Linked DNA regions of Gossypium hirsutum: all the other regions are linked to region 1. Evidence: chromatin contacts called from public Hi-C data. All regions are on one chromosome and are shown on one strand. Each heading gives the region's core, a stretch centred on a gene start, on an enhancer-like site or on the middle of the called end of the contact. The rest is flanking DNA. Distances are from core to core; before and after follow the strand shown. Region 1 holds the start of LOC107895077. Region 2 holds the start of LOC107895069 (transcription factor bHLH81). Region 3 holds the start of LOC107895068 (protein NRT1/ PTR FAMILY 5.10).

Region 1 (3,505 bases), core at 688-3,187:
CAATTATTCAAGAAAAGCTCAATGAAAGTTGTTTCAGCTCAGTAATTGAAATATATGCCAATGCCCATATTTGATTCATCAGCATCACAGTTTCACTTTCCACAATATTTCAGATTTTTATATATACATACATCTAATTCTAGTCATTGTTAGAAGAAATTAACCTACGAAAAAGGTTCACTCATCATCACCATTTTTTTAATTCAGATTGATTACTCTTAGATGGCTCTAATAAAGTTGGTTGAGTGTGAGCATTGAAGTTGACGATCACAAAATCGATTAGCGGGCATTCATAACCTAACCCAGAATGACCCCACCAGTGCTGATGCATATCCTCTCATTTAACACCTTGAGATGACTGTTGATAAGTTGAAGAAAATTTTAACATTTGTAGTGGACAAAGGATTACACTAAACAATTAGAACATGAATGTGCAACCTAGAAAAAGGAAGAGTCCAGAAGATTAAACCCATAGTTCAATAAAACATTAGTTCAACCTTGGGTGCAGGAGCATCATCAAGCTTCGGAGGAGCCAACTTTGGAGAATATCCACCAAAAAGACAAGAACAATCAGTGTATGCGGATCCAATCGCAATCCCAGCACCAAAAGCTACAGATGCCCATCGAGTCACTGGACTCCCTGACAGGACAAATCAAAGTTATTAACTCAAGGAAGGATTAAGGAAGACATGCAAAGCAGAAAGCATAAAAACGGAAAGGCATGATAGCGACAATGCCTGGAAATACAAGTACTAGAAGAAAACTGAAGCAATTCAAAATGGAAGAACTCAGTTTACTTTGTCCACGGCTTAGATTAACATCTAGTAAAAAGTTAAAATGCATAATCACTTCAACCGTTTAGGCTTTTCCAGGTAGCATTGATGATTGAAGGTGGCTATGAGTCATAAATCATAAACAGTTCCTTTCCACTCTCCCCACAAAGCAGAGCCTTAATCAAGTTCCTCGTCATTTCTAGGCAATTTACAACAAAGGCAAAAAGGAGCTACTTCTGGTGTTGGAATATAAGGTGAATCAAAACCAACATGCAGGGATGCAAGGTTCTCCTTAAGGAAGCCACTTGGTCTCAAACGTTGCCACTTAAATGGATGGTAAAGTGCACAACAAAAATGTAAATAGCAGCCATAGCACGATATTATGGCTGCAATTTGCATTTGTGGCTCTCTTTGCCACCAGTATTCACTGTAGATATTTGCTGCAACTGATTGTAGTAACATACCTCGCACTCGCAACCAATAAACACAACACATCCAAAAAAGTATCCACGACAGCAATTTAAATCCCTACATATTTTGGACATGTATATACATCATATTTACATTAACATCTACAGCTATGAATGTAGAGCAGGCGCATATATAACTGGAAGAGCGAACGCTACCGAGTGCAGAACAACATAGAAACAACTAGATGAAAGATAAAAAGTGGATATGAGAATACAAAATTTGTAGAACCATTTAGGCTAATCTGCAATGGGGCAAATCGAAAACAACATATCTTAAAAAGGAGAAAGAAATAAAGAAATTAGGGAAAGAGAACAAACTGAAGAAAAGGAGGCCACCAAAAGCGCCAGCCAAGGATGAATAAACGAAGCGGCGGAGAGTGAGATCGATGCAGGCGTCCCATTTTGCGTTCATGTCATACTTTGACGGCGTCAATTCCTTGTTATCCCCCATTTCAGAGCCTTATGCAGTACAACTATTACTTTCGTTATTTCTTGGAATTTTTGCTCAGATTTCCTTCTTTTTACTTCGTCTTCGTTTGATTCTCCTTTTGTTTTCTGGGTAATCTGCCGCAATGCCTCTCAGATAAGTACAGCTTGTTTTTCCTTCCTCCTTTTTCTTTTTTCTTTTCAACTTACGGCATCCATCGAAAAAATGGGATCAAGAACAACAAGGGCCCAAAAAAGCCCAATAGTAGAAACGTCTCAAAACAGCTCAAAAGATGTAATAATAGAAACAAGGTCCAAACAAGCCCAGCTCCCCACGATATTCAACTATTTGACCCTTGCTATCATCAGAATAGGAGGGAAAGGAAGTGCCAAAGGATGTTGGGGAAGTAGAGATGCAAGGGGGCTGCACCGGTTGTCAGCATGAATGCCTTCGGCAAAGACCACGCCTCGGCCAAACTGAAAAAAGGAAGTTATCGACCACCGTTAAAGCCAATCATGAGCAGCGACGGAAGAGACCCATTAGCCATAAAAATGGCCCCAACCACTAACAAAAATAGAGTTTGTGTGACGAAAGCCAAGGACTATCAAGCTTCGACCAACTGGGAACTTAAACGGTGGCGACCCCATCCATGCCCCCCAAAAAATAACAAAGGCTAGTGTTAGAATTGTGTGACCCAAATTCTAAGAGATTGCTTGCAAGTCAAGTTAAACAAAAATATATTTTCTTTCTAGAAGATTTAGTATTTATTAGTATAATATATTTAGCATTTATTAGTATAGTTTATTTGACTTACTAATTTAGCCTATAAATAGGCTCCTTTACAATCTTAGAATTAATAGACACCCATTAGATTAGAACTCATAACACATTCAGAGAATTTTGTGTTTACGTTTGAGGGTTCTTTGTTTTATCGGGTTTTTGGGGTTTAGTTTTTATCTCCATCTTTTGTACTCTTCATTCTTTTGCCATTATAGTAAAATTATCTTTGCCCGTGGTTTTTTATCCTCTTTTGAGGGGTTTTTCCACGTTAAATTTGTGTGTTCATCTTCTCAATTTCTTCTACTATTTTTACTTGTTCGTTGCTTATTCGGGACGATCCTAATAGCTAGCAAGCAAGGAACACTAACCTGGAAAATAAAAAAGAAAGAAAAATATAAGTAACATCGACTAAGGAGTTGCAAACGCTAAAATGGTAGAGAAATGGAACCAAACAAAATCATCGTTGGTAAGGAAAGAAGCCAAAAAGGCCTCAGCTAACTTCTCTCACAAAGGTTTTTGGCCAAGGATCCTCTCATTCTGTCGAGCAAGATCCAACAAAAGCAAACAGATGTGCCCATCGTAGGAACCATGAAAAGAGAGGAGGAGATTCTTTTCAGTTGAAGGGAAAAAAAAGCAAGAGGGTAGAGGAAGGAATGACGACGGCTGGTTTGGCAATTAGCCCTATTGTTGGCTAGATAGAAAGCAAAGACAGTGGTTGTATTATTTTATCTTTACTATCATTTTTTAGCATGGCTGAAACCACGAAGAGAGATGAGGAGATGGTTTCATGTTGAAGGAGGAAAAAAGCAAGGGAAAAGGATACCAGCATTTACTTAACTTTCAATGGTGTGAAATTAGTCACTAATATTTACGAAAAGTGGTAGATTAATCATTAATATTTTTGAAAAATGATAAATTAATTACCCAAGCCCATTTTTTGGTACAAACCTAATGGGACAACTGACATGGCTCGACCAGATGTCCATGTTGGATCTGGTGTCCTAAGTGTAGTATTTTCGTCAAAGTACACTTGTAAATTTCTGAACAAATTAGTT
Region 2 (3,505 bases), core at 625-3,124, 480 kb before region 1:
GGGAAAAAAGCAAAGAGAAAAAGAAAAAGAAAACTGTTTTGAGTTATTTTTAAGGTTTAAATATGCCAAAAGTATTTATATTATAAGTTTAGAATTCAGTCCATATATTTTTATTTTAAAAAATTTAGATTTTTTTTACTTTTTAAATTTAAAATTCAAGTATAATATTATTTTTTTTGTTAAATTGATTGGTGTGAAATTTTAAAATATAAAAAAATACTCATTTGGTAGCAATGTAACTTAAAAAATGACATTATAATGAACCTAAATTTAACAAAATAATCTTAAAATTGGTAATCATTGGACTTGAATTTTGAAATCTTAAAAGTAAAGAGACTAAATTCTTAAAAATAAAAGTATAAAGACTAAATTTTAAATTTGAGAAGATGACAAGGACCCATGACATATAATAACCTATTTTTAAATATGTTTAGAATACTATAATTTTATTGTTGTAAATATATATTTTATGCATTAATAATTTACAGTTTTTTGACATAATCATTTTATTTATATTGTGTTTGTTTTGTTTTGTAATTATTTATCTTATGTTGTCTTTAAATCATAAATTAGTTATTAATGTTTCGCTTAGTTTATTATCATGATTCAATTTAAAGGAAAAATATGCGTTCATGCTTTTGATTTTTAATTATTTTTTACATTATTTAAATAATTTATCTTAGTAATTGAAATTTAGAGAAAGTATTTTATTATTTTAATTTTAATGTTAAATTTTTTATTTAAATAGATTAGTCTACTCATTAAACATTATGTAATTTTTTTATAAAAACCAGACAAAATAATCACATTAATATAACAAAATCTAACAAAATCTCTGCGAACAGTTGCCTACCCTTATTTTTGCCAAAAGCCATCTTGGCAATGCGGTCAGCTTCTATGTTCTCTTCTCTAGGAATATGTTCAAAATTTCATTGATCCATTTCCACCAAAAGCTATTAAATACGTCTGATAAGTGCGGAATAAGATGTAATTGAGAATAATTTTTGAATGGCCTAAAGGAACTCCATACTATCTGTTCGAATCAACACTGTCACATCGCTTATTTTGTAGTAATGTCAAGCCGTCTAGAATACTTCAATAACTTAGCATTAAAGACAGAACACTATCCCAACCTCTTATTAAACCCACGAATCCACCCCCATGGTGATCCTCTACACTCCCTCGACAATGACAACCCCCCCTAATCTCAATTTATTTCATAGTTTGCATAAGGTTTAACTACAAAATTAAATTGACCCCCAAATTATATCACTTTTCTCACTTAGGTACTTAAAGTTTTATTTGGTTAAATATGATTTTAAATTATAAATTTTATCTCATTTTATTCTAAAACCTACTATGTTCAATACGAACATACTATATGGCATGTTCTTATTGTTTGGTAATGTGTTTTTAGGTAAAATGAGAAAAAAAATAGATATCTTAGTATAATTTGGAGGTGAGTTTAATTTTAAATTATGTACCTAAAATATAAAACATAATTAAAAAATTCTTATTTCATATAATTAAAATCTAGTTATATATAAAAGGAGGATACAAAAGGGCAATGTAGAGGTTGTGCCCCCTAAAATTGACACATTAAAAGTTTGTTGTTTTCTGATTTGCATGTTGAATTTAAAAAATTACCAAATCTACAGTGGACATTGGGTGAAATTGCCTCCGCCTCCTTATTTTTGCCACATCTAGCAACATATTTTCTAACCAAAAAAGATATAATATTTCCCATAAACCTACCCACGCATTATTAAGCCGTATATTCCAGGTGCATGCTTTTCTGAACTATATTGGTCCGTGACTGTCACGTGAAATACCTGCATCTGAAACTGACTTTACTTTCCAGAGGTTACGGTGAAGAGGAGGTCTGATCTGAAAGAAAATGATGAGGTTGCAGTTTCTGGCCTTACATGTTTCCTTTTCTGATAGAACCAACTTAGCCACCGTTGGATCTCTCTTTTCCGAAACATTTTGGTTCTAATCGAACGGCTCAAAATCATTTAAATGAAAAACAAAGGGAACTTGCAAAAATAAGCTATGTTAGGGCATATCCCACACCGAAAAAGGGAAAGCTGCTGAACAGGAAACCAAAAAGAAAAAAAAAAAAAGAAGAGTTTTTCATAGCTTCACAAAGCTAACTCCTCAAGCTGAACAAAGAAGCAGATGAAACCGACGCCTGGCGGCAGTAGCAGCTCTAGTGGCGGTGGCGCTGAAGGTAGTCGAGCTGGACTCGCCCGTTTCCGCTCAGCGCCAGCCACCTGGTTAGAAGCCCTTCTCGAGGAAGAAGAAGAGGACCCTTTGAAGCCTAGCCAGTGCTTGACTCAGCTACTAACTGGAAATTCATCCTCAACACCCACCATTCGAAATTCATTGCTTTTTCCCAACTCAGCCGATCCATCTGGGTTGTTTGAGCCTTCTGGTTTCCAGAGGCAAAACAGTTCTCCAGCTGATTTTCTTGGGAATAATCCTGCTGCTGCCTCTGATGCCTACTTCTCTAACTTTGGGGTTGCTGCAAATTATGACTATTTATCGCCAACTATGGATGTTTCTCCCTCGAGTAAGAGGGCTAGCGAGCTTGATACGCAATTCCCACCAACAAAGTTCCATTCTCAGTTGGTAAGACTAAGAGATAGCCATACTAATATTATATTTCAACTTCCACGGCTTGTTAATTTTTCTATTATATGGATTTTGAATACTTCGGTTTTATGTTTTTGCCGTCTTTGAATTGCCTGTGAAAGGATAGATATTGATCGTCGTCTTATTATATTCTTTTTAGTCTTCTTTTAATGGTTTAGGCTTCACTATTTCTTTTCAAAGCTGACCAACTATTGGCCATACATTTCTAGCCAAAAAGGAAAGGATAACTTTACTCTTTTGAGCAAAAATATATATGGTTGAATCCCCAATTTTATTATTATTTTTACAATACCTTTTGTTTTCCTTCTATTTTTGGGTAGAAAGGAGAGCCAAGTGATCAGATTTCTGGTGGGATATCTAATCTTATAGATGTAGATATGGAGAAACTTTTGGAGGATTCAGTACCTTGCAGGGTCCGTGCGAAGCGAGGGTGTGCTACTCATCCTCGAAGTATTGCAGAAAGGGTAAGTGTATTCATTTGCTGATAATTAAGATGTAAAATGGTGTTTATGTTTAGTTCTAACTATCCATGACTATTTTTGTTAGGTTCGGAGAACACGGATTAGCGATCGCATTAGAAAGCTTCAGGAGCTTGTCCCCAACATGGATAAGGTAGGCTACATCTTGAGATCTATTTTAATCGGAAAATTCAAGTTCAGTATGTAGCTATCATTCTACAAAAGGACTTTCTAACCTATATTAATGTTTCATCCTAATTAAGTTTGATGCGAAATGTATTGATTTGTCTGACTGGCTACAAGAGACATACATGAGATTGAAGAACAACTATATATCAATATAGATTCGATAATTTTGGTAGAATGGCCATTTGTAGTTTATAGTGACACTT
Region 3 (3,505 bases), core at 489-2,988, 370 kb before region 1:
TCGACCAATCCTCACAAATGGGCTTTCTTTATCCCCTTCGACACTAAACCTGTAAGTCATTGTTCCAAGCAGAAAAACAAGCAGTCCAACAGCCATCACAATAGCAGGTATTGCAAATCCAAGAACCCAACTAAGATTTTCCTGGATGTAGTTTAAAATCAAAAGCGTCAGTAAGATACCAGCAGCAATACTAAAGTACCACCAATTAAAGAACGAACTCTTGGCTTTGCACTCCACAGGATGTTCTGCATCAAATTGATCAGCACCAAATGCTTGAACGCATGGTTTGTGCCCACCTTGTCCGAATGCCACCAGATATAGTGAGAAGAAAAATAGTATCACTTGATACTGAAGCATTGATGAAGTGTTTAATGTGACATTATCAGCATTTGGGGCACCAGAAGTGGTGACAGATGGAAGAGTGGCTGACAGAGTCAACAAGCCTAGCCCCTGTATGTAAAAAAAAAACAATTCCAGTTCAAGTCATTTATGGAAAGCAACTACCAAATGCTCTAGCAAAAACCATTAAAATAATTCAGCTTATTCTGTTCAATTAATCATCAAATCTTCAATAGGAAAGCTAAGTCAAGCGACAAATTGCTCCACTACAAGTCGATGTTAGAGCTGTTTTTCTCAAATCTTGAATTGAGTTTCAAAGTCATTGTTTGAGCAATGGAAGCAACTTCTCTAATTTGAGAATGACGAATGAGTTCAAGAGAGCTTGAGCCAGGGACGAAGCTGGGCGTTGACTTCCTTTGTTTAAATGGATTAACTGCACTTTTAGTCCTCCTAAAATTAAAAGATTAATTTAAGCATTCCTGACACATTTTATAACTTTATCTCTGCCTACACAAAATTCTTAGCTGAATAGCTCAGTGGATCATTGGAAGAAATTATGATGAAGCATTCATATGTTGTTGGCTAAAATGTAAATAGAATTACCAAAATGCAAACAAGGGAAGCAAGAATGATGGTACGGTATCGGCCAAGAAAAGAATCAGCAAGGAAAGCACCCAGGAGTGGCAGAAGCGTGGCCACCCCTGACCAGGAGTTAACTTGTGCAGCGGCGGCGGCAGTGGACAGACCCAGAGGCCCCGTCAAGTATGTTATGAGGTTTGAAGAGATTCCATAATAAGCAAACCTCTCAGCAACTTCAACCGCAATTATGAAAGAAGCCGAAGTCCATCCACCGGAGTTTGAACGGTGCACAGGTCTGCCTTTGAAATCAAGGCAGCCTTTAACTGAGTCATCTAAAAGTGGAGTTTCAGCAGCTGCAAGATCGGACATTACAGCAAGCTTTAGTAAGAGTTTGGAGGGGAGGAATTTATGGGCAGCATTAAAATATTAAAAAAATATTTAAAATTTCAGCGGTTCCACGGTTATTTTTTTAAAAAAAATAATAATATATTAAACCTGTGAATAGCATGGTCATTCTTTTATTCTAGATGGACATACTGTTACGTTTATCTTTTTCATTATTTTCAAGTATTTTATTACCAATGGCCAAAAGAAAGTAAATTTTTAACAACTTTTACATATATTTTAGGCACTCATACAAATAAAAATTTAGTATATATTTAATGATTGAAAAATAGCTACTCTTTTTTATTTCAGTAATATAATATATGTAAATTACTGAGAGAATAACACTAAAAAATATAAAAAAGAATTCAGAGAAGATAGGTATGATATGGGCTCTGAAACATGAATAAATTGGCTGGTACAAATAAAAATAAAAACATCCACTTTCCATGTTTACCTTCAAAAGATATCATCTCCTTTCTACTTTGGGAAAATTCATTCCGTCCCTGCCTCCTATAATTCAATGCTCTTGGTTAAATATCACTATCATGGGGACACAGGGAAAACTAGGAAGTTAACCAACTTGAAATATTAACTTTGATGAGATTAGAAATAATGATGATGATATTCCTGTTGTAGTGATGAAATTAAAATTAATAGTAAATTGTGGTTCTTCGTCTACTTTATCTATTTTTATTTTGAGAGTATTTTTGAATAGTAAATGATTTTAGAGTCATTTTAGACACATTGTCTTTAGTTTCATTTACTTATTATTATTATTATTATTCATTGTCTAAAAGGTCTTCTCTCTTTCTTATGAAAATTGTGAAGTTTTTGCTATAACTTTTAATCTTTCTTATGCAAGTAGTCTTGCTTTTATTAGTATTTTTAGGGATAGATTTGTCACCGTCCACTCCAAATTGGTGGATACTCCATTCTTTTGTTGATTCTACCTGTTGCTTTGAACCCTTCCGAGTTGGTCCTTATAGTGATAAGTTCTTGCAATCACCTTATATATGTTTGTGCTTGAATTGTGATAAAGTCAACAACATGCTATAATGTTCTTTTCTTGTTGAAGTTAAAGCCTTCGTTGTGTTCATAGAGCTTGCCCTTCACTATCGATGAAGGATGTTTGTTGGTTCTTTATTTACCCCGAATTGTGTGGTCTCCTTCATCGAATGAATGAAATAATTTTTCCTTCAAAAAAATTGTTTAGCTTTGGGTAAATTGCACTGTTAATTGCTTAAGTATTAGCATATTCCTATTTTGGTTATTCAACTCCAAATATTTTCAATTTCGTCACCAATGTTACCATTATTGATTTTTTTTGCCACCCCTCTAGCTAACGTGACCTTTTTGTAGACATAAAAACTAATTTAGCTCTTAGCATTTATATATTTTCTCAATTTGGTTCTAATTTTAAAAACTTCAACAAAAATAGTCCCAATGATTTCACATTCTTATCAATTTGGTATTTATTGTAATTTAAAAAAAACTATAAATGTTATGAAATAAATAATGAAGAGAGTAAACAACAAAGGAAATAGGAGAGCAAAACAAAAGTAATTCTTTTATTAATCAATGGGAATGAATATAATGCTTCTCCAAAGTCTACATTTATAGACATAAGAAGTATAAATAAAATAAAACTCTACTTCTAATTAACATTAAAGTCCTAATGTATATCAAACTTATCTTGATCTTGATGAACATTTACTTAATAATAATATATTCATAACACTCCCTCTTAGATCTCTATTGGTAGATAATGTGCTTTGTTAAAGCCATACTAAGATAGAAACTCAATGGGAAATTTTTTTTTTTAGTGAAGTAAAAATAGTACACATATCTGGAATACACATAATATGTTGCCTCATGAAAAACCTTACCAAGAAAACCTAATGGGTTAAAACCCCGATTAAGAAGAAAAAAGTACAACGCATCTTTACTCCCCCTCATGACAACATCGCATGATATCTAATATTTTATATATTCCAATATTGAATATTAACTTTTCAAATAACCATTTAAATAAATTTAACAATAATCATAACAAACTTTGATCATGATCATTCTATAAAAATATAAATATGTATTTTGATCATTTTATAATTTTCCTTGAACTATTATTCACTAAGTCAAATTTACCGCATAAAGTCAAATCATTTCAATCCATATAAATGATTATGCAAACATATTGAAC

Evidence for each region. Hi-C and Micro-C count contacts between places; a contact is called where the count stands out from the background.
Region 2: a contact with region 1 is called in a Hi-C map of leaf, with 2.2 times the contacts expected there. The contact joins the promoter of LOC107895069 here to the promoter of LOC107895077 in region 1. A contact is called at or near these places in 5 of 34 Hi-C or Micro-C datasets (hypocotyl and leaf).
Region 3: a Hi-C map of leaf shows a contact between it and region 1, with 2.8 times the contacts expected there. The contact joins the promoter of LOC107895068 here to the promoter of LOC107895077 in region 1. A contact is called at or near these places in 7 of 34 Hi-C or Micro-C datasets (hypocotyl, leaf and petal).

The regions. Positions count from the first base shown.
Region 1 is chrA13:85,558,219-85,561,723 of Gossypium_hirsutum_v2.1, reverse strand. LOC107895077 reads right to left here and starts at 1,937. Exons shown (of 3, transcript XM_016820289.2): 1 at 1,562-1,937; 2 at 498-640. The coding sequence starts at 1,694.
Region 2 is chrA13:86,039,848-86,043,352 of Gossypium_hirsutum_v2.1, reverse strand. It overlaps LOC107895069 (transcription factor bHLH81), which reads left to right and starts at 1,874. Exons shown (of 5, transcript XM_016820279.2): 1 at 1,874-2,631; 2 at 2,976-3,119; 3 at 3,202-3,267. The coding sequence starts at 2,179.
Region 3 is chrA13:85,930,306-85,933,810 of Gossypium_hirsutum_v2.1, reverse strand. LOC107895068 (protein NRT1/ PTR FAMILY 5.10) reads right to left here and starts at 1,738. Exons shown (of 3, transcript XM_016820278.2): 1 at 943-1,738; 2 at 1-450. The coding sequence starts at 1,287.